Regions from separate parts of the Sus scrofa genome. Here all the other regions are linked to region 3. A link is a contact called in public HiChIP or PLAC-seq and promoter capture Hi-C data. All regions are on one chromosome and are shown on one strand. The core of a region is the stretch at or near the end of the contact, and the rest is flanking DNA. Distances in the headings are between cores, read along the strand shown. Region 1 holds the start of NCKAP1 (nck-associated protein 1). Region 2 holds the start of NUP35 (nucleoporin NUP53). Region 3 holds the start of DNAJC10 (dnaJ homolog subfamily C member 10).

What was found. Promoter capture Hi-C pulls out the DNA fragments that hold promoters and counts their contacts. HiChIP or PLAC-seq counts read pairs in DNA pulled down with a chosen protein or histone mark.
Region 1: a contact with region 3 is called in a promoter capture Hi-C map of liver, with 4 times the contacts expected there. The contact joins the promoter of NCKAP1 here to the promoter of DNAJC10 in region 3. A contact is called at or near these places in 2 of 5 promoter capture datasets (fetal liver and liver) and 1 of 47 Hi-C or Micro-C datasets (heart right ventricle).
Region 2: a contact with region 3 is called in an H3K27ac HiChIP or PLAC-seq map of alveolar macrophages. The contact joins the promoter of NUP35 here to the promoter of DNAJC10 in region 3. A contact is called at or near these places in 2 of 5 promoter capture datasets (fetal liver and liver), 1 of 47 Hi-C or Micro-C datasets (alveolar macrophages) and 1 of 2 datasets of contacts at active chromatin or transcription factors (alveolar macrophages).

The regions. Positions count from the first base shown.
Region 1 is chr15:88,525,774-88,529,879 of Sscrofa11.1, forward strand. It overlaps NCKAP1 (nck-associated protein 1), which reads right to left and starts at 2,644. Exons shown (of 31, transcript XM_003359581.4): 1 at 2,112-2,644. The coding sequence starts at 2,219.
Region 2 is chr15:88,584,839-88,589,149 of Sscrofa11.1, forward strand. It overlaps NUP35 (nucleoporin NUP53), which reads left to right and starts at 2,915. Exons shown (of 9, transcript XM_021074750.1): 1 at 2,915-3,044. The coding sequence starts at 3,005. It also overlaps LOC100522904.
Region 3 is chr15:88,196,605-88,200,515 of Sscrofa11.1, forward strand. DNAJC10 (dnaJ homolog subfamily C member 10) reads left to right here and starts at 2,160. Exons shown (of 24, transcript XR_002339457.1): 1 at 2,160-2,393; 2 at 2,782-2,857; 3 at 2,969-3,029; 4 at 3,901-3,911. LOC110257183 (a long non-coding RNA gene) reads right to left here and starts at 2,116. Exons shown (of 3, transcript XR_002339458.1): 1 at 1,803-2,116.

The DNA of each region.
Region 1 (4,106 bases), core at 1,394-3,893, 330 kb after region 3:
TAGAATTTGGCTTTACATTATTTCATTTATGAAGGTGAAATATACAAAGTTTGACTGTATTTATGCCATAAAAATGTTTATAGTGAATGCTTAAAAAAAAAAAAAAAAAAAAAAAAAAGAGGTATTTTGCCATATACCCAAACCACTTTTGATGTTACTCTCACTTCCTCTTCTGGAAACCATCATAACCATTTCCTTTAACCGCAATACCACGAGTCTAGTAACTTTTAGTAATGTTTGACTTGCTAGGATTTTTTTTGAACAAAGATCATATAGGAACCAATTTCCAAGTTTGTTAAGGTGCATAATCTCACAAAAAAGTTCAGGTCAATGCAACCTAGAAGTAATACTGTCTAAATTATTCTGAACTTACATGAATTTATAATCAAGGCTCTTTGGTAAATGCAGAGGGCTTTTTTGTAATGACCCTCAAGCTCCTGCTACATAAAATGTGACAAACCCAACAGACATGTTGCAGTTACTCTTCCAGATTACACTAAATTCAGAGTCAATCATCTTCATATACAGGTGAGCAACTGGAACATTAGCTATCCTTATACAAAATTCATCACCATTAAGCCAGGGCAGTCTTCTCCTTTAGAATACAGTGTCTACATCAAATTGTTTAAATAAATCAACTTTATACTTGAACCCCATGATATGAAATATTTAAAAATATTCTTTCCTCAGGAATTCTCATCCTGGCTCAGTGGTTAACGAATCTGACTAGGAACCATGAGGATGCGGGTTCAATCCCTGACCTCGATCAGAGGGTTAAGGATCCAGGTGTTGCCATGAGCTGTGGTTAGGTCGCAGACTTGGCTCGGATCCCACGTTGCTGTGGCTGTGGTGTAGGCCAGCGGCTACAGCTCTGATTAGACCCCTAGCCTGGGAACCTCCATATGCTGCGGGTACGGCCCTAGAAAAGACAAAAAAAAAATTCTTTCCTCAGTAGCCCTAATTTACAAGGGCTACAATTCTACTGCTATGACTAAACTAAAGGAAATATTCATGATGCATTAAAAAGACAAAAATAATTATGAAGATATAATATCAAATATAGACTGGAAACTCTCAGGATCTAGACTGTACGAAAAAAATCTTAATTTTCTCTTTACTGAATTATTTAAAACTTACTTTGTCTTAAAAGGAAAAGGATGTCTTTTTTTCCCCTGAGATAAATTAATATATTTGTTCTATCTTAACATCTATTTTTCTTAACTCCAATTCAGCCTTCCATTCTTTACTCTGAAGGCATGTAAAGACTTCGAACAGACCTATTAGCTAGAGCTACTCAAGTTATGAGACTACTCTATAAAATCAGCAATAATAGCAACATATTTATTTTTATTTTATAGACACCGAACTTTAAGAAATGATGCTTTGGTACTATCAGACATGGTTGGAAAAACTAAAATGAGGAGGAGTAAAGAGGAACGAGAGAGAAGGTTGTTATTCCTGTTCTAGTGACTCACAACCCAGAAGTATTTCAGAAGAAAATTGGTTCCACCCTCACTTCCCCCTCCTCTCCACCTTCAAGATGAAATAATTCCAAATCGCCAATATGCTCTTGATTGGCTTTTATTTCGCAATATAGAATAAAATGGCAAAGTGGAAGAGATGCGGGGTTCATCCTGATTAGCCATCCCCCTCCTGCATTTCCACTTACACACCAAAAATTGAGGGAAAAAAACCTGCTACCATCTCCGCCAGATTCCTACCATTCGGCCTCAGTTACGGAACATCCAAGTTTTCCTATCCCCCTCCCAGAATCTTGTCCACCCACTACCAACCCCCTTTTCCGTAGACCCCGTTTCGGGGGCGGAGGTGCCCCTCACCCCGAGCGGGGCCGGACCCGCCGGATCTCGCCGCTAGGAACCGGGAAATGGCTTCTTTCTGACACTGATCGGCCGGCGAGCCACCGGGAGAGGCGCCGGGACTCCGCGTTAGGCCGCGGCGCCTCCCGGCGACCCCGGCCCGGCCTGCCCCGGCGAGGCCGTGAATTCTACCCCAGGCGCCGCCCGCCGACCCCCCCGCCCCGGCCTTCCGGGCCTTCCAGCCCTCCCCAGCCCACCCGCCGATCCCGCCGCGGCCTCGCCAGCCGTGCGCACCTTCTTGATGTTGTAGAGGCGGGTAAGCATACCGACGCCGCGGTCGTTGAGGATGGTGAGCTTCTCCGCCAGCTTCTGCTGACTGGGCTGCAGCACGGAGCGCGACATGGTGGTAGTGATAGTGGTGGTGGTGGTGGTAGTGTCGTCGCCGCCGCCGCCGGCTGCCTCTCGCCCAGTCACCGGCCCGCGGCCTCCGCAGCTACCTCGGTCGGGCCTTCTCCCCTCCCGCCCGCGACCTCCGCCTCAGGGGAGCGCGCCCATAGCCCTCGCGCTCCAATTCCGCGCCGGTGACAGAGCGAGCCGCGGCGGACGCCTCGGGGCCCCTTCCCCCGCAGCAGCCCGCGCCCCGGCAGCCTCCTGCCTTCCGCTTGCCGCCCTTCCGTCCCCACCCCCCGGTGCCCTCGGCCCCAGCCCCCACCGAGCCGCCTTCCCGGGCTCCTCCACTAGGTGTGGCGGCGGCGGCGGCGTCTCCGGCGGCTGAGAACCAGGCCGCTTCCCGCAGCCCGGGACCAGCTCTCGGTCACCTGATCAGCCGCGCCGGCGCCCCCGCGAGGGCGGACGGGGAACTGCGCCTGGGGTCCCTAGCGCGCCCCGCCCGGCCTCGCGACGGCCGCGGCCCGAGAGGCGGCTGAGGGGTCCCAGACCTGACCCGATGGGCTTGGACCGCCCACTGCCCTTGATCCGGGTTTGGGAGTCTAAGCCGGGACCTGATGAAGTCACGTTTCTCTGCTTTCCGCACACCCCTCTCTTTTAAGTTCCCAAAAGTTGCCTTTCCGCACCACCTCCCGAAAGAAACCAGCAGAAGCCCATGGGGAGGCGGTGGGCGGAGGCAGGGCGGGTGTTTTTCTGGCGAGTTTCGCCCAAGAGTGGGCTGGTGGCACCGTGCGCTTTTCCCTCCCACTGCTTGACAGACGCTCCTGGCTGAACACAGCAGATGTTGTGCTCTGCGAAGCGGGCCTCGCCTCTCCCTTCCTCCCCATCCAATCCCAACTCCCCCGCCTCAAGGCAGTTTGTGAGAGAGGAGGTCGGAAGCGAGGGCAAATCAAGTTCCTGAGATAATCAGAATCTGGAATTTGTCGACGAGGATCACCCTTCCGGAGAAGACGCTAAGAAGCAATGGCATGTGCGAGGCAAAAAATGTTTGTTCAATAAATGAAGGAACGCTCCCACTTTTTTTTTTTTTTCTGGCCTCCACCCCAAATCCCCACCCCTTCTTGGCAGTATTCTACTTTTCCATCTCTTTTTTTTCTTGATCAGTTTCCTCCCAGTCACACCCCAGGGACACTCCTTCTGGTCAAGCATATTAGACACGGTTCCAAAAGTGAGCAAATCAAGGACTTTTACAATTGACTGGAGTGGGGATTCCAGCAGAGACGATTCATGCTGTTTTGATGTGTTTTGTTTTGTTTTGTTTTTTACCCTAATTTCCTTCCATGTGTTAATCTTTTATATTATATTAATTAATTTTAAGTGAGTGACAAAATATTATGCCACCTTCAATGAACGACCTTGTAAAAATAAATAAGCTATCATTGGCTTAATGAAAACACTTTATGCAAAGGAAATTGTGATGAAGGTTTTTAATACAAACACATCTGAGAGATCACCTATGGAGCTCTTATTAGTCATTAACAGGTCGGGGGTCATTTAATTTATCTAGTTACATTCTAACCTAATAGTTTAAATATTAATTTATTGGAGGTAAGGGTCTGGAACCTAAGATAAAGCAGACCTGGGAAGGAGAAGATGCTTGTGAGGAGGCTGGGGAGTAAAGATAAGCACTTTTCAGCGACTACAAACAAATGTAACCAGAGGCAGAATTACAGAGTCCCACAATGAAAGTTTATATCATTTTCTAGTTTTTCAAAAGTACTGTATAAAAAGAAGAAGAAAAGAGTGCCATATTAAAATTTGAACACAACTGTTACTCAAGAAGAGCCACCATCGTGTTTCCATGTGAACTTAAAACACTCATAGCTATTTTTAACTCAGTAC
Region 2 (4,311 bases), core at 1,665-4,164, 390 kb after region 3:
AAGGGAAGGTGGAAGCCAGTAGGCCAGGCACTGTACTAAGCATAATCACCTTTCACAGTAGGTATTGTTCCTATTTTACACAAAATCAAGTCTGTAGAGATTTAATACAAATTGAAGTAATACAGGATTTAAGTGGGAAAGTTTGGTTTTGAATTCAGGTCTGTTTCACTTTAGATTTTACTCTAACATACTGAGATTTTAATTTTGGGTTTCTAAGAGACTAATAGAAAAAGGGACAACAGGAAGGGGGTTGTTTCAGGGGTAAGATGAGTTTGTTTTCGAGGTTTGATGTACTGGTAGATTGTTCATCAAGCATCTGGCAAAGTATCATTTGGTTTTAGAGAGAAGTGGGGCATACAGTATTGCAGATTTTTTTGCATAGATGTGACAATTGATGAGGACTCCAAGAGAGGCTATAACAAATCAAAGGAGAGGAAAAGGCGTGACTAATAATAATATGTCCAGGTTAGAATGAAGTAGGATAAGACATGGAAAAACCAGAAAACGAGTAGGAAGTTATGTTTTTAACATCATCAAAAACAAGGAAAACACAATATAGAGGAAAAAACTGTCAAAGCTGTTGAAAACTGCAGATGTCAAGGAGACAGTTCTAATCTGGCCAGGAGGAGAAGAATAGTTGCAGACAATAGTTTCAGAAGAGGATTTACACAGGAGCCAGAGTGTAATGAATTAAACGGCAAGAAGGTGAAGTTAGGGGAAATAGATAATCCACTATAATCATTAGACCCTTCTTTTGTGATCTTGAGGAAAAGAGAGGAAATGTGAGGCAAATTAGTGCATGGTAGCTAGAAGAAAGAACAAGATCTGGGGAGGGATTTTTGATAGGGCAAACTGGGCATCTTTGGAATTTGGTAAGGAAAGAGCTAACTGAAAGAGAAGATTGACATGCAGGTAAAGAAAGGAAAATGTTTCTCTTAAAGGAAAATAAAGGGTTTTAATTTGAAAAATACTAAAAATAGTAAATAACACCTATAGGCAACCACAAAAAAATTATATACAGTAAATTAAAGGCCCTTCTTAAGCCCTCTAATTTACAAACTCCTCTCCCATTCCACATTCTCTGTTAAGAGTTTGGCAGAAATGTTTTCTAGGTTTTTCCTTTATTTAAACAAGCACCTCTCTCTTCCTCTTTGGATCTGTACCCATATATACTTTTTTTTGTTAAATTAAGATAAAATCATGCTATATATACATTTTCAAATTGCATCTTTCAGTATATAAATCATGAAGATTTTTCTAGATCAATACACATATCAATAGGGGAATAATGTTCTTTTGTTTGGCTAGATCATAATTTATATAGAAATCCCTTTACTGATGAACATTTCTTGGTACCTTGTTTCTATAAAGGGGATTGCTGGGTGTGGTGTGCTGAATGAAGCCTCCACAGATATCCACACTCTAATCTCTGGAATCTATGAATGTTACTTTGCAGTTGTGGCTATTAACTTAATCACAGCTGGCTATTGAAATGGGAAGATTATCCTGCATTATCTGAGTAGGCTCTAAATGTAATTACAAACATCCTTTAAGAGGGAGGTGGAGTGAGATTTTAACTATAGAAGAAAAAGGCCATATGATGATTGAAGCAGAGATAAGCAGATGCTAAAAGAGATAGAAGACGCTATGCCACAGGCTTTGAAACAGGATAGGGCCAAAAGCCAAGTAATATTGTTAGCTTCCAGATGTTACACAAGGCAAGGAAACAGATTCCCCTCTGGAGCCTCTGGAAGAAACCAGTCTTGCTGACATTTTGATTTTAGTCCTATAATACTCATTTCGAATTTCAGGCCTCCAGAGCTATAAAGATAAATTTGTGTTGATTTAAGCTGCCAATTTTGTAGTAATTTAGTATGTCTTTATCTGAATTTGATTACATCTGCAAAGACCCTATTTCCAAATAAGGTCGCATTAATATGTACTGGAAATTAGGACTTTAACATGTATTTTGGGGGACACAGTTCAACATATATATATGTTTAAAAAATATAATTCATCTGTGAGTGTTTTAAAACTTTAACTTCTGGGAACTTGTCATTTAATCCTGGAATTGTTATTGCCTCATACAAATTATAAAGTTCTTGGCTGGATTTTGAATTTCAGCAAATCCCAGAGGAAACAGGGAGAGTAGGTGGGTAAGCACTTTGAAGGTAAGTTTGATATGGACCAGAGAGCATTTCAGAATATATATACATAGCACATCACTTTTATAAAATTAGCAAAACGAAAAAGCTATTTTCGCACACACACATATAGCATATGTATGATATTTGAATACGTTCTACAGAAAGGAAAGTAGCAGCAAGGGGGGGGGGTCGGCCCGGATGGCATAGGAACACACAAGATTCTGCAGTATGGTGAGTGCACGGGTGTTTATTACTTTCCTCCATTATTTAATATCTTTTGTACTTATAAACATGTAATAAACCAGTAAAAGAGCAAGTATGAGTTATGCTTTAATGTAAAATTGTGCCCATATAACACAAAAAAATCTTAAATGGCATAGAGATGGTAGAAAATATGCTTGAGAAAGGAGCTCGGTGCCCTAAGCCCAGAAACCTACGTTGGAAAGCGGCATAATCTGTTTCTTCAAGCCAACCTGTCCAGGTGGTACTTGGAAAAGCTGACGGATGACAGAGCACTGAATAAACTCACGCTATTTATGAATCCGTGAGTAAAATAACTTGCGCTTCTATAAAACTCGAGCACCAACAAATCAGGAGGCTCAGAGGACGAGCGAAAGCATTCCCAGAACCACACGATCCACGCTGATCTCTTTACCAGAGAAATCCTTCTCAGAGCAGTCGAGTCTGCGCAGACTCTTGCCCTATTCCAAAATGGCAGCTCTGGCGCCACAACTTTGGTATGGCGCATGTCCGGAAGTTACGCAACCCCATAAGGTACCGCGCTCCTACCCGTGGGGAGAGTTTCCGCCATTTTTGAAAATCGGGAAGGTCCGGGGCTAAGTGGTGTAGCTGCTGCGATGGCAGCCTTTGCCGTGGACTCCCAGGTGCCCACGTTGGGTGAGTGAAAAACTGCTTTTCCTCACTAGCTCTGTGCTACTTGCCGCTTGGAAGCGGGCAAGCTTGGAAGGCAGTAGTCATCGGGGTCTCTTCTGTTAATTTCAGCCTCAAAGGGGGAGCCTCTGGCTCGCCCCAGGTTCGTAGTCCGCCCCCTACCCCGAAGCTTTGCTACCCCGCCGTCACGAAAACGGTTCCAGGAAACTTCGGGCCCCGAGGAGGGCGAGGGAACGGCCGTCTGCGGTGGCTGAACCATTTTGTGCCCCTACGTGCCGGAGCCAGACCTGCCCATACCTGAGACGCCATCAGTGCCTGAGATGCCAAGCTGGGTTCATAGATCCGGGGAAGCGTTGATGGGAAGGAACTCACCTGTGAACACGTGGGTGGGCGGTACTCTGGGGTGTGGTTAGTGTCCTTGGCTGTTTGGTCACCTTAGGCTTGTAGTTCCTGTTTGATTCCTACCTTCTCCCGGGCTTTGCAAAAAGAATCTTTTTAATGGAAGTTTGAGTCGGCGGCATTTAATTAGGCAGGTGATGGCAGCCTTTGAGATATTAGCCTTAATAGGAAGCCAGGAGTTCGTTCGTTTTCCCTCGCCTTTATCTTGGGAAAGTGACTCAGTATTGTAGGAGGTCTCTTCATTTGACCGGTCACGTAATGATTAAAAATCATCACCATTATTTAATGGGGTGCATTACTAAAATGTGTTGTTGAAAAAAATCTCTCAAGTTTTTTGTTTTTGTCTGCTGAGTTTTGGAATTTGGGGGAACGGTCGAAAATTTTAGAACAAAAAATAAACCTATCGTAAGAATATTTGAAAAGTTGGTTACAAACTTTATGAGTTTGGAAAGGAAGGCAAGCACAATATGTACCTATAGAATAAATTTTATTATAGTTGAAGGATATATAATGCTTGCCATGTTTTGTGCAAAATAAGTTTCTTTTGAGAGTAGAGTGACTTGAACTGTTAGTATTAATAATAAAACTAAATGCATAATATCAAGGTAGGTACTCAGCTACATTTAAACTTGTGTACAGATGTTGGTCTAGGTATTTGTGTTTTGTATTATTTTGGAGATCAGAGAGCTTTAATTTCCAGTTCCTAAGTTTTCTAGTCCCCCAAAACATTTTGGAGTGTATATTTCTTGGGGTTACGTATATGAATAATTGGTCGGAAATCTGACATTAGCGGATATGAATGTTCAGGTCCACTGCAAATATTCCAGGCGGGATATAAACATTTTCCCAGCACCTAATGGTACACTGAAACTAA
Region 3 (3,911 bases), core at 910-3,409:
TTATATGAATTCCTTATATATGTTGGATATAAACCCTTTATCAGATATATGATTTGCAAACATTTTCTTTCTTTCCATAGATATTGATGTTTCATTGGCTGTGAAACAGTCTTCATATTAGAATTCCCCAAGATTTTATCCTTGGTCCACAGCTTTTCTTATTCTGCATACTTTCTCTTGGTAATCATGTTCATACTCATGGGTCTAACCACCACAGATAATTGATAAAATTGTCTATTTGATTTTCCATGAATTTTATGCTGTATATCTTTATTTGGACATATCCTAGTAAAACTGAAATAGACATATCCAGATCAGAATCCTTTTTCTTTTCTCTAAACACATCTTCATTCAGTGAGTGGTACTCAGACACCTAAATCAGAAGTTAACCTTAAATCCTTTATCGCTCATATCAACAAAGCACCATTTCTTGCCCAATTTACTCTGTCTTAACATTCTCCTAACTGCTCCCCTTTTCTCCAGTCATGTCCTGTTTGTATGCACTCTCTCATAGCTACAGAATGATCTAAAATACAGACTCAGTACCTTACTTAAAAGCTTTAATTAGCTTTCTCATTACCTGCAAGATACGGCTTCATGGTGGAGTAAAACCCCCATCATCTAGCCCCTGCTTGATTCTCTAGTTTTATTTCTGCTTTTCAATTTAAAGATTTTGGTGGCTCACAATGCGGCATAATGATTAACATTACAGTCTTTGGAGCTAGGGTGTTCAGGTGTGTATAGTTTCCTCACCTGTGAAGTGGATATAATAAACCCCTATCATATAAGATTATTTGGATTCAGGCATGTTGGGTTTCAATGTTCTTCCCTTTGTTCAATCTGTTACCGTTTATCCTGATATTTTTCCACCTTCTGAATTTTTTATGAAAGTCTCACCCACTGCTGTCTCCAGGATTACGTCTGTAGATTTTGCTTTTGTTGTCTTTACAGTTTTTAAATTGAGTTGTAAGATATAGCTCAGGAAAATGTACTCTTTTCAATGTCATGTGTTCTACCAGAAGTCCACATGTTAATTTACTCTAAGGAAATTATGAATTAAGAACACAACAATATAGGTTAGACAATGTTATTGCTTCTTAATTTATAATGGAAGAAAAGACTATTGTCAAAGTAGCTAATATAAGATTAAAGAATTTATGTTAAAAAAAAAAAGATTATTTGGAGGACTGAATTAACTAATGTGTGCTTAGACCAGTTCCTGGCACTTACTAGCTGTTACATTAGGTTGCTTCTATTATTTCTGTCTTTGTTCTGACTACTTTCTCTTACTTCTAGAAATGTCTTCGTTTTGTTACGGATCCTGCATGGTCAGCATTTTTTAATAAGCTGCTATTTGATTTGCTACACGAAATTGTTACCAATTACAATTTATTTCATACTATGGTTGATGTCATAAGCCAGCATCCTCTTCATCACGATGTTTTTTTCTCTTTTGATGGTTGCAAATGCAGCTAGTTCAATTGTTCTAGTTATATTGCAGACCAAAAATGCAGTTTCTATTCCATATTACTTAGACATAAAGATGCGAGAGAGGAGTATGGACAACTCCTCAAATTCCAGTTGGAATGACTAGGAAGACGGGCAATGCCGCAGAATGCTCTAATGTTTGTTACCCACACACATCCATGAATATTTTTATTTTCCCCAAATTTCCTACTATCTTTTCAACCCTCTAAATTGACACTACAATCAATGTCATTTCAGTCAAGCTACCCCTTTCCCGCAAAATTTCCCCTTTCTGCACCCCACCCCTCAACCAGAAAAATCCTCTATAGCCCTACCTTGCCCGACCTTTCCCTTTAAGAACAGGGTCAGAGGGAAACTACACGCCTAAACCCGCCCTCCGCGGGGCAGGGGTTCCCGTCACCACAGCAACTGGAGCAGGAAGGGGCGGGCCTTGTCGTCTCACATCCAGCCTGCGGCATGCGCCGGCTGCGTTGACGTGGGGGCGCGGGCTTCGTCGGTACGGCGCTTCCCGCAGCTCGGGTTGGAGCCGGAACCGGAGCCGGAGCCGGATTCTGCACAGACAGCCACGTCAACCTAAACCTACACCTCCCTCCCCACCCTGCGGTGCCCACAGGTCCTTCGGCTAGTCCTCCCAAGCGGCGTTCTCCACGCCTTTCCCACAATGCCCCGCGCCAGTCCCCGCCCCTCCTCGCCTTGGAGACCGCCGCGCGAGGAACGGACCGGAGCCGGCCGCACTCTTTGCTGCGGGTGTGGCTGGTTCTCCCCCGTTCCGGGCGCGGCGGGCCGGCGGCTACCGAGTGCGTGCTTCACTCCTGCACGCACAGCTTGTGCTCTATCGAGTAGGATCCGCCGACGGGGATTGAAAATGGGGGAGTAGCTGCAGGAGGCGACCCCGCAACAGTGAGGTGGGCATGGGCCGGGAGCCGGGGACCGGGGTTCTGCTGATGCTGGCCGCGGCCTGGGACCTGCGGGAAGGGAGGGGCGAAATGCCCTTGTGCAGGAATCCCCCTCCTCATCTCTTCTGCGCCCAGTTTATTGTGTTCTCGCTCTCAGTTGTTTTCCTTCCTTCTACCTGCACCACCCTTCCTCCGCCCAGCGGTTCCTCGCTTTTTTGCTCCAGTTTCTAACTTTAACTTTAGTTATCCAGGTTCCTTTCTCCGTTAGTTCAACCTGAGATTGCACACACCAGCAACACTTGACAGTCTGTTTCACCCACGTTTCCATTTTTCCATTCTTGCATCCCATTCTGGAGTGGTGGCAACATGGAGTTAACAGTGTTGCATTTACCTGCAGCTTCCACCTGTCCCCGCAGCTTGGCGCTGAGCAAGTCAGGCACGCCCACACGTACCGAGAACCACCACTAGGCAGGGTATGAACCCCACGTGTACCAGTGGTGTTTGACAGTATGTTCTCTATTTTTTCCTAAGCTTTGTTTTCTAGTCTAGATGTTTATTAATCTCTATCATTATATTTTACAAAGGTTTTTTTTTTTTGGTGGTGTGAAAAGGCGGAATTAGAAATGAACCAAAAACCATTCACAGGTAAGGAGAAAAAATTTTTAAAAATATTTAGGATTAAATGAAGGAAGGAGGAATTGAGGATGCTAGAAAGATTAGATTTTTTTTTTTCAAAGCATGAGATCTTTGGAACTCAACTATACAAATTTCCACGTGATCTTATTTTTACCCTACACAGCTGAGCATGTCGGAACTGATTCCTTTTCTCTTTTTGTTTTTCTGTTTTTAATTTATGCCAAAGGAAAACTTTGCAATAAAATTACACTATTAACTTGCAGTTATCCTACTAGTTATATAAAATAGTATCTACTTAAACATAACATAAGCATTTTCTGAGAAAATTCAGGGCAAAGAAAATGGCTTATTGTGTATAAGTTGTCTGTTTCAGTAATATAAATTCACTGCCGGTTTTGGACCAGTTGTATAAAATATACAGACCCTTTGGAAGATCTCCTGCTTCTTTCTAGCATTCTCAAAGGGTATTTCCTACAGGCGAGGTTGATTGAAATGAAAACTGGATAGCCTTAAAAGGGGTGAAGAAATAACCAAAAAGGAAGCAAATGAAAAGGGCAGTTCTTAAGCTGGGTAGCAGGAGGAAGGAAACGACTCCCCCCCCCCTTGGTGTTCAGGTGCTGATCAAGGCAAATTGCTGGGTTGGTTTGTAAAGTGTTCTAGCTGGCTGCAACCATATAGCTACCTTTTGCCTTTATTTGCTCTCTTGAGTGATAGCAGGAACCTGGCTACCTAGATATAGAAGGGGGAAGAGGGCCCCCAGAGAACCAGCCTGATTTGCCATTTACCAGAGATAGTATTGCTGGCCATGTCATTTGTAACATGTGTTGTTGAAGGTGTTTTTTATTAATATATTTTTAAGTACCCAATTTTCTCTTTTTAGATTAACATTTT